Regions from separate parts of the Cricetulus griseus genome. Here region 1 is linked to region 2. Evidence: chromatin contacts called from public Hi-C data. All regions are on one chromosome and are shown on one strand. The core of a region is the stretch at or near the end of the contact, and the rest is flanking DNA. Distances in the headings are between cores, read along the strand shown.

Evidence for each region. Hi-C and Micro-C count contacts between places; a contact is called where the count stands out from the background.
Region 1: a Hi-C map of fibroblasts shows a contact between it and region 2, with 3 times the contacts expected there. The contact joins two enhancer-like sites. A contact is called at or near these places in 2 of 8 Hi-C or Micro-C datasets (the CHO-K1 cell line and fibroblasts).

Annotation. Positions count from the first base shown.
Region 1 is chr5:9,158,567-9,163,565 of CriGri-PICRH-1.0, forward strand. No RefSeq gene overlaps it. Among named protein-coding and RNA genes, the nearest start is that of Slc30a10, 110 kb to the right of the region's middle. Within about 2 kb of position 1,630, at least 1 of the 6 cell types and tissues checked has open chromatin away from gene starts, as enhancers often do. A contact at or near this core is called in fibroblasts, where this site is marked.
Region 2 is chr5:9,049,826-9,054,604 of CriGri-PICRH-1.0, forward strand. No RefSeq gene overlaps it. Among named protein-coding and RNA genes, the nearest start is that of Slc30a10, 220 kb to the right of the region's middle. Within about 2 kb of position 1,911, at least 3 of the 6 cell types and tissues checked have open chromatin away from gene starts, as enhancers often do. A contact at or near this core is called in fibroblasts, where this site is marked.

The DNA of each region.
Region 1 (4,999 bases), core at 380-2,879, 110 kb after region 2:
ACAGAATACGTGCTTGGCTGTCTCCTGTGTGAAGGCTACAGGCACATGGGTACCAGACTTCGACCTTGGTCTCAAAGCAAGTATTTGAGCAATGGCTACAAACAGCAGTAACTGTGACAATTGTGTTTTATTCTTCAGAGTTCTAACTTCAGATGGCTGCAAATGAGAAATGGGTGCCCTCCTCCCCCCCCACCCCGCCAACGCTGCAGCAGAAGAGCTATGAGCAACAAAAGACTACTTGCTGCCAGGAAAGCTGGCCAGCACTCAACGCTCTTCGTGAAGATGGTAGGAAACGGGGATGAACGTGTACTGAGTGGAAACAGAAGGCAAGGGAGAAACTTCATGGGGAGCTGGATGGCAATGTGTGTGTTGCAAAGAAAATTCATCTTAGAATCTAGGAGACCAGACTGAGTTCCTCCTGCGCTCCAAACCACCAGTGTGATCTTGAGAAGATCTTGTTGTCATGCAGGATCCCAGTCCCCTCCACTGCAGACAGCCACTCTCAGTTTCTAACTGGGTGTTGCCCTTTGGAGATAAAACATCTCAAACTGTTTCCGCTAGCTTGGACATGGCAAAATAAAATGACCTCTCCAGGTTTGAGAACAATTGTGCTTCTTCCACCAGCAATGCCTGCCCCTTCTTGAATATCTCTGATATCAGAGAACCCAACTGCAAAGTAAACTATACAACATTTCAAAACATGGTCATTAGAAAACTATCTGCAGGTCTAGCTAACTTCTCTCACACACTCGGTACCTGCTAGTCATCAGCCTAATCTCGGAGTCCTAGTCTCAGGGTCAAAGAGAATACAGCTAAAGCCTTGTTAGTGTAAAGGCTTTGCAAGTGGTTCAGGGCGTTTGTCAGCTTCCTGGGCACCTGGTGCTCACAGTCACCTTCAAGTCATCCTCTTCCAGTTCAAGGTTTAGGTCTTTCACCACCCAAGAACTCACTTCTCTCACGATCTCGTGTGTGTGTGTGTGTGTGTGTGTGTGTGTGTGTGTGTGTGTGTGTGTGTGTGTGTGTGCAGAGCAATTAGAGAAACAGGTCCAGGGTATAGACACTGAAGCAGACTACTTACATTCAAATCTGAACACTCCTTGTTAGAGCTGACATGACTTTGAACAAATGATGTTACCTTGGACAGGAACTCCTACTTCCTTCTTTCTCTCAAATTTCTCATCAAATTTGTATTAACTGAGTTAATAAACTCAAAACACATTAAAATAGCACCAAGCACAATGAGAGTGTTCATCAAATTATAGCTATCATTAGGATTGCTGTAATAACAGCTTCTCGAAATATAGCAAGGCAATCGCCTCTCTCATCCTTGGCATTTTATGTCTATTAATGACGCTGTGGGAATTTCCTGTTTAGTGTATTTGAAGTGTCCATAGTACAGGAAAGGAAACTCAATAAACTTCACATCCATTAAACTGACTGCTGGCTCAGATTTCTAAGTCATTTTCATCTCTCTAACTCACAAATCCATTTCTTTCATATTGTACTTAGAGGGCTAACCCAAGCTTATATTCAAATTCATGCTATTTCTTTATCAGAATCATGTCCTTCCCACTGGCTAAGATGGCTTACAATTTGTTGTGATCTCACACATTTGACATCGCTCCCAGTTTCAAGGCACCTACAAATTCCACAGCCTTGTTCTGGCCAATAGCTGAGTCATGATTAGCCAACAAAGATGAATAATTTGAAGGAAATAGAAACTCCCCAGGGAAGTAACACTCCAAAAACAATGTCTGATATTCTCAGAGGGATCAAAAACATTGCCTCCCTAAAAGAGGATCTGTGCCCTTTAAACAGAGAAAACATGGAGGAAACAGGCCAAGGGTTCCAGAAACTGACCTAGGGAAGCAGAGGTGATGAGTTAAGTGAGAAGAAGTTCATGGCTGGAGCAATGACTCAACAGTTAAGAGTATTTAATGCTCTTTGGGAAGACCCAAATTCAGCACCTAGTGCCCATTATCCATGGCTCCAGGATCAAATGCCCTCCTCTGATCTCCATGGGCACCAGGTATATATGTGGTACACATACATAATCTCAGGTTAAACTCTCATACAAATAAAAGTAAATTATTTTTTAATTATTATTTTCGAAAGAAGCTAGAGCTCTTCCAGATGAAATAGATCCAAAAGCCAGAGCCATGGAAAAGAGAGAAAAATATACTGGGAAACTTAAGATTCCATCAGAGGGGTTCAGTATCCAAACAGAGGTAAATTCAGAGAGGACACAGGAAACACGTGGCTAGAAACCAACCCATAGTCACCTAAAAAGAAAGGGAAGAGGCCTCCAAATAAGAAGAAAACCATTTCAGACTCGAAATGTCATTTCTATCAGACACCCTTCAAAATAGAGGGTAAGTTTGCCAAACCTTGCACATCTTTGTGAAATTTCAAAATACTGCAGATTAAAGGGTGTCCTTAAGACTTTCACAGAGGGGAAAGAACATGTAAAACTCAAGAATCCTACAATTAAGATTCCCATTAGTTGTACTGGAGACTAGAAGGTAATAGAACAATGCCTCTGAGTTTCTAAAGGAAAAGTGACCTTCAAATGCAGAATTCTCTACCCAGCTAAACTACCAACTGACAAGACAGAGTCCTGGGTCTCTTTTGCTAGAAAACAAGCCATCGTAAAGCTTGGTGGCTTTTAAAAACAAATTGTAATTTCTTTACATTCCATGAATCAGCTAAGTGGCCACTAGTCTGGTCTGGTTTGGCAAACTTTATAGTCAAGTCATCTTGGGCTCAATGGTGTAGGATGGCCTCACGCATACTCCAGAAGGCTATTCTTAAGTGGGAAGTGGGTGGTCCTGTGTTGTTACAATTTGTCTCTGCTCCACTTGGTCTCTTGTTTACCAGCAAACTAACCTTTCTCCCGTGGTGTTTGGGGCTTCCAAAAGAGAAGTGAAACAGTGCTCCCCAGTGGATAAGCATTTTCAATTACTACTTCTTTTTTGTCTAATGTGTTGCTACTGGCCAAAATCAGGCAATATAGTTAGGAACCACAAAACAAAAAAGGAAGTAATAGGGCTATTTTATGAACAAACTACAAGTAAACCAAAAACATTTTTAGAATCTATTCTCTTGAAAATAAGCATCCCATTTTCAATGTTTTCCAGAAGGTTCTATAGAAAGTGCCCCACCAAAACAAGACAGCAAAGTGTGGGTGTGGGAAGACTTAAGATCTGGAATCTAGAGAACAGGGAATCCATCACAAAGTAGAGCTCCCATAAATAAAATGTTTCGGAGCAAACAAGAGATCACTGCTGTGTAATAGCCCAGAAAGCAGCAGTTCAAACTGGAGCTGGCTGGAGTGAGTCAATACAGATTTCCCAAACAAGGTCCTCCAGTGAACAGGAAAGACATTTTGGACATTTGGGGATAAACGATTGTGGTTACATTGGTAAGACATAAATAGAAACTCAAGCAAACCAACATTAAGACAATTTCATTAAGCCCAGGGAAAACAAAGCATTGCATAAGAAAGGAGAAGTGTTTGTATTTGTCTCTATTCCAAGCCCAATCGTTCTGGTTTGCATTTGCCGCTATGCTTTGGAATTAGAATTTCAAATCAGTGAGAAACAAACTTTGTTTTTAATTATTGTTTTCATTCAGTCTGTCAGACCTTCCTCTCTGCCCAGCAGTAAATCCTGTAACACCCCAGGTGAACACCCCAACTTTCCTATTTTCAGTGACTAAGACTCAGACTCAAACTCTTATAACCCCAGGCTCACACTAGATTCAAAACTCACCCTCTCACTCTTGGTTTCTGTCTGTGCTCACACGATCTATGGCTCCAGGGACATGGGACAAAAAGAAAACACACTTTCATTGCAGCATTACCCTTTTCCTCCTTCTGGGGCTCTGATGCTTTAAGGGTAGGGATAAGAAAGGGAGATGAAGATACAGATAGACATTAGCTATGTCTTTATCTAACTGGAGTCATTGTAATCTTTTTTTCCAGCCACCTGTGACTGCCCACAAAGGTGAGGTGTGTGCCCAGTGTCCAAAGCTGACTCATGAGCTTTGATTATGACTCATGAGCATGGTACCTAGAGAAAACATTAGAATCCTACTCAACACATTTGACTAACGTAAGAAATCGGACCCTGGGTATACCTCTTCATATTTCTACTACATATGGCCCATCCCTCTTAACCTCATGATAACGGAGAGTCCTCATCCTGTAAGCAGTTCTCTAGGTCAAGCATCAAACAAAGGTTGGAGCCTAGTCACCTCCTTCTTGTAGACTCACTGAACCTAGCTGGTGCTCTCATAGGGCTTGGTAGAGCTGACCTCCCTTCTTTGGACCCTGAAGTTCCCCCTCTCTTTCCTCTCCCTTTCTCAGATTCAGGGAGCTCAACAAACCCAGTGCCTAGGGACTAAAAGACTATTCTTCTTACCCAGTGGGTATACCAAGTCTGCACAGGCGACTGACTGACTGGGGAATCCCTTTGTTTGATGTCATGGAAGCAAACGATACCACTGATATTTATAGAAAACCACTGGTTGGTCTTCTATGTTCACTGCAACCTGAGACACATAGGGTAAAACAGAGAATTTCCCTGAGAAGCTGCTGTAGAACTGACTGTTTTATGCTTTGTTTCAAAAAACAAAGCAAAACAAATTCTTTTTTTTTCTCTCATTCTTTTTCTTTCTCATTTTGTCCAGATTCACTGAATTCAGAAACAATAGCACCTTCATTATATAAAGAAAAAGAAATAAGTGAGATTTTAAAAGGAGGGGACTACAATAGGGAAAAAAGAGTTAGATTATAAAAGTCGAAAGACTCTAAAGACCTCACCAGGAAACTCTTAGACCTGATGAGCAATTTCACAAAGTGGCAGGCCTTAAAATCACTTGGAAATCAACTTACCTACACATCAGTAGTGAACTAGTCAGAAAGAAAGAAAGAAAGAAAGAAAGAAAGAAAGAAAGAAAGAAAGAAAGAAAATGTCTAGACATAATAGCTGGGAATAAA
Region 2 (4,779 bases), core at 661-3,160:
ATGTCGGATCCCTAGAGCTAGAGTCACTGGCAGTTGTAATCACCCTGATTTGGGGGTGCTGAGAACTGAGCCTAGGACCTCTGAAAGACCAGCAAGTACTCTTAACCACTGAGCCAGCCTGGATATCCAGCACCCTGGATAATACTATTTATTTAAAAAAAAAAAAAAGCTTATATTACAAAACAAATAAATAGTTCAACGCCTCGTGAAACACCAAACTCAATTGCATCTGCTCTTCATGAGCCATAAAAAAGACACAAATAAATGAGTTCAGCCCAGAAAGCCAAGTCGGTAACAGGCCTGAGAGCAGCAGGCCTGAGTCTCCAGAGAGCTTCTAGAAAATTTCAACCTCATTTTCATGTCCTTGACCTCAGTGTAACTTCAAAACCTAATACCATATCAGTGGACACAGAAGCACCTCAAGGACTGTCATCCCCCGTCGTCCTCTTTCTCATCTATCACCTAGAACCATCCCCCCAAGCTGCTTGGGAGAATCAAAATTTCAAAATCTGTGGAGAAAGACCCAGCTTTACCACAGGGTGGAGGCACAGGAGGGGCAGCCCTTCTCAAGGACAGAGGTGTTCATTCCTGTCACCCTGGTGTGTAAATAGGTAGCCTAAGGTCACTGGGAAGGTGGGGCTGGGGAGAGGACACAGAGGTTAAGAGCATTTGCTGCTCTTTCAGCGGATCTGAGTTCAGTTCCCAGCACACTGCCAGCTAGCAACCATCTGTAACCACCATCCCAGAAGGTCTGATACCCTCTTCTGGTCTCTGGGGACACAAGATACACACATGGTTCACAGACATGCACAAAGGCAAAATACTCATGCATATAAAAATAAAACAAATGTCATAAGTATGACCAGTCACTCCTAAGAAGAAAAAGAAAACCTCTGGCCTGAATGATAACCAGTCCACATGCTATTTACAGAGCTGACCCTAGTCTCCCCTTAGCCGAAAATTCAAATAAGAGCCAAAAGGCATCACACTGGCCACTCAGCTATAATTAGCATTATATTTACAGTCTATAATTACACATGTATCTATCTATACGTCTACCTATATATACATACACGTGTTTGGATTTTGTTGTTTTAATCCAGACTTTTATGTAGTGCTGCAAACCCAGGACCTCACACAATCTGCATTTGTTTAATATTATTGGCACATATGCCCAAATGGCCATAGTCCTCGGACATCTCTGCCATCGCCTGACCTCTGGAGTCCTCTAGGTTCTCACCCACGGGTCCTGTACAGGACGCCCGTGGACCAGTTCATTCCAGCCAGCACACACTGGTGACCCTAATGGGGTGTGGAGGAGCCGGTGGATTTCACATCTTCAACAATCAGGAGACCCCAGCAAAACAAACCTCTACTCCCCAGAAACAGACTGCCCTCTGCCTCCAGCCTTGTTAGGGAAACATTTTTCTCTTTTGTAGAGAAAATATATACATATCACCCTGCAAGAGCACGTGTCATCTAAACTGTTGGAGTGTCAGGGACAGTTTGCTGCCTGGGACTTGGAAGTTCGGAATAAACACTCAGAGAAAATAGAATGCAGACAGACAAGCTGTTGTGAGACACGCATGAAGCAGCATGCTGTGCAGAGCACAGTGCAGCAGCTTGCGATGCCAAGACAGCCCAGGCTTGTGGTTAGGTGGGCCACAACAGTCACAGAGTCGTCTGATGGGGCGAGCAGCAGGCTTGCCCATGCCTTTCAGCTCTGGAACATTAATCTCTTGTTTTCCATTTGCAAGACTCATCACGAAACTAGTGAAGGGGTGTGTAGCTCCCCTGTGTGTGCAGCAGAGCTCACTGAGCTGAAAGGAAGATTCGATGTGTTCCCTGTCCCCTTCTGTGAGTTGCTTCCACACTCTCCTGCCAAGGAACTCAATGGCTTTGTAAACAGCGGCAGGAAGACTGAGCCAGCCTGAGTCACCCCTGGTGTGGTTTGGACCTGCAAGGGGGAAGCACTCTGTGTTCATTCTGATGGCTTTGTTCAACCCCTCTAAGGGAGGCTTACCCCCAACCCTCAGAACCACCAACACAAAAGCATTTGTCTCTCACTTTAGGACTTTTCCTGGACCACTCAATACCCCTGGCTGAGGAACTCGTCTCTTCGTTCAGGGAAGCATCCCTCAGAGCCAAGCGCAGTTCTGTAAATGATTCATGCAGGACTGGAGATGAGTGGTAAGTGGGAGGCTGACCCAGAATCAGCTCTGAGCGCTGTCTTCCATCCCTGGCAGATCTGTGACTTGAAGATGCTCTTCCAGGGTGCTCACTGAGCAGCGCCTGGCTCCAAAGACAGTGTTTGACTGTGATCACTGTGATTTTACTTCTGGGGTTATTCTTTCAGTAAATGCAATGTGTTGGGGTGCAGGGCTGAGGCCCATGACGTGTGCCCTACAACGATAGGCTACAATTGTCACGCTAGATTAGTGGCTCTCAACCAGTGGGCCGTGGCCCCTTTGGGACTGAATGACCTTTTAACAAAGGTTGCATATCAGATACCCTGAATATCACATACTTATGTTATGGCTCATATCAGTTACAAGATCACAGTTCAGAAGTAGCGACAAAATAACCGTATGGTTGGGGTCACCACAACATGAGGAGCTGTGTTAAAGGGTCACAGCTTTAGGAAGGCTGAGAACCACTGCTGTAAATGGTTGAGGAGCTACAGTCTGGCCTTGGGCATCTTTTTCAATAATGGAAGCAGCTGTACAGGCCCAGCATTGAAAGCCTGGGATCCACCAGCCGTTGGCATCTCTAAACAATAGCCAGGGGAACTTGGCGCGGTGGTACAGCTCGGCCCAGTACAGACTCCAAGGTGGCCAGCTAGCGCCTCCCTGGCTTGTATTCCCGCGCAGTCCCATGCTAGTGGCCCTGAGATGGCACCTAGCTGAGGTGCAAACAGCAGTGAGGAAGCATCCCAGACCCGATGCCGGGCTTCAATGAAGCTGAGTGTACTGAATAAATGTAATGGGGCAGGGCGGGGCCGACCCTGACTGGCCAGTCCCCCTTGCCTCAGCCCTGGCCTTTGCCATGGGCCCCCAGCCCCAAACTCCTGGTTTGCGGCTTCTAGAGCCATGGCTAGGCTTCTCCTGGCCCCAGCCCCCACTAGGCCTGAGTTCCAGCTTAGTTTCAGTTGTTTCTATACCCTGTTAAAGCAGGAAGAGGAGCGAGCCCCAGCCAGTCAGGTTCAGGATGACCTAACCCCCTCCTGGCTGCTTATAAAAGGAGCCTGTGTGCTCCCCTGGAGTCCCAGCCATTTTGCTGGCTGGCTGGCAAACCTCAGAATGCTGGAATACACACGCTCTTGCTGATTGTATATGAGAGTGGTGGTCTCTGTTTTGTGGGGTGATCCGCAGACCCTAACAGAACTCAGGACTGGTACACCTGAATATTGTGCCAGCCAGTCAGCAAAATGTACTTGTCACATCTGCCTCATCTATAGATCCAAGATTTTCACCTAAAAAGGCCATTCAGGCACTCAGAAGGCAGAGGCAAGGGGATCTAGAATATGAGGCCAATCTGAGCTACAACCACTTCAAGGAAAGCCTGAGTTGTGTAGCAAAACACTGCCTCAAAGGGGGAAGGGGAAGGCTGGGGTACACTAAACTATCCTACAAACCCCCTGGGTTTGATCAAGACCACAAAGAAGGAAGGAGGGAAGGTGGGAAGGGATTGTACATTTATAAAATAAAGCTCCGTGCAAAACAAAACGTACCGCACTCCCAGTACCACCAATAGGAGCCCTAGTCAATAGTGGTCAGCATGGGCCTTGTTGCCCACATCAGAAAATGCTACCTCAGATGAGTCAGCTGTTCACCCTAAATCACAAGGCTTCACAGCACAGGGCCACACTTGGCCTGGAATTTCCCCACATCTGATGGGGGAGGTCCTTCTGTGTATATGTTTGTCTTATTGATTGACAAATAAAGTATTGTTGGCCAATATGGAAGAAAGTTAGGTGGGACTAGGAGTCAAGGAGGATTCTGGGAAATGTAGTAAAGACTGTCATCACCATGTGATCCCCAGAAGAATGGACACACGCTGCCAGAATCCTCGATAAAATAATTCTTTATAAATATATAGATTAATAATTATGGTTGATACTTAAGACAGAGATAGCAGATAAATCCTAGTCATTGGCCAGCAGTATTGTACCTAATATAAGTCTCTGTGTGTTACGTGGGACCTTAACGTGGTACTCAGGTGACTGGTGGAAAGATTTATCATCACACACATCCCCCAGCTGTGATCACTATTAAAAAAAAAAAGAAAAAAAAAAAAAAAAAAAGCCTGAGTCCCAGAACCTCCCTGGAAGAGACGTAAGTTCCCAAAATCACTACAAAGTCTTTTGGGACTCAAACACCCATAGTGGTTACACAAAGGAGAAGTTCCCACAGCTGCTTCCAGATACTCATGGGCAGCCAAGCCACCCTGCCACAACTCCTTTCAAAGGTGCTGTCAGACAGGCAGTTCTTAGTCCTACTGTGTGTGTGTGTGTGTGTTTGTGTGTGTGTGTGTATAAAACCCAGGTAGGCAGTTCTTAGCCCTACTGTGTATAGCCCTGGGTTAGACTCCAGGAAAGCAAGAAGGAGAGAAACTGAGCTTGCACCTATGTTAGAATGAGTTAGGTGTAAAGGGACAAGCCAGGAATCCTAGCTCTGCCCCAGTTTGCTTCCTGGCCTAGGGAAGCTTGGTTTTCAAGGGCTGGGAGTTGTTCTGTTTCATGATGACCATGGCCTCAGCTCCTCCTCTATGAATAAGAAA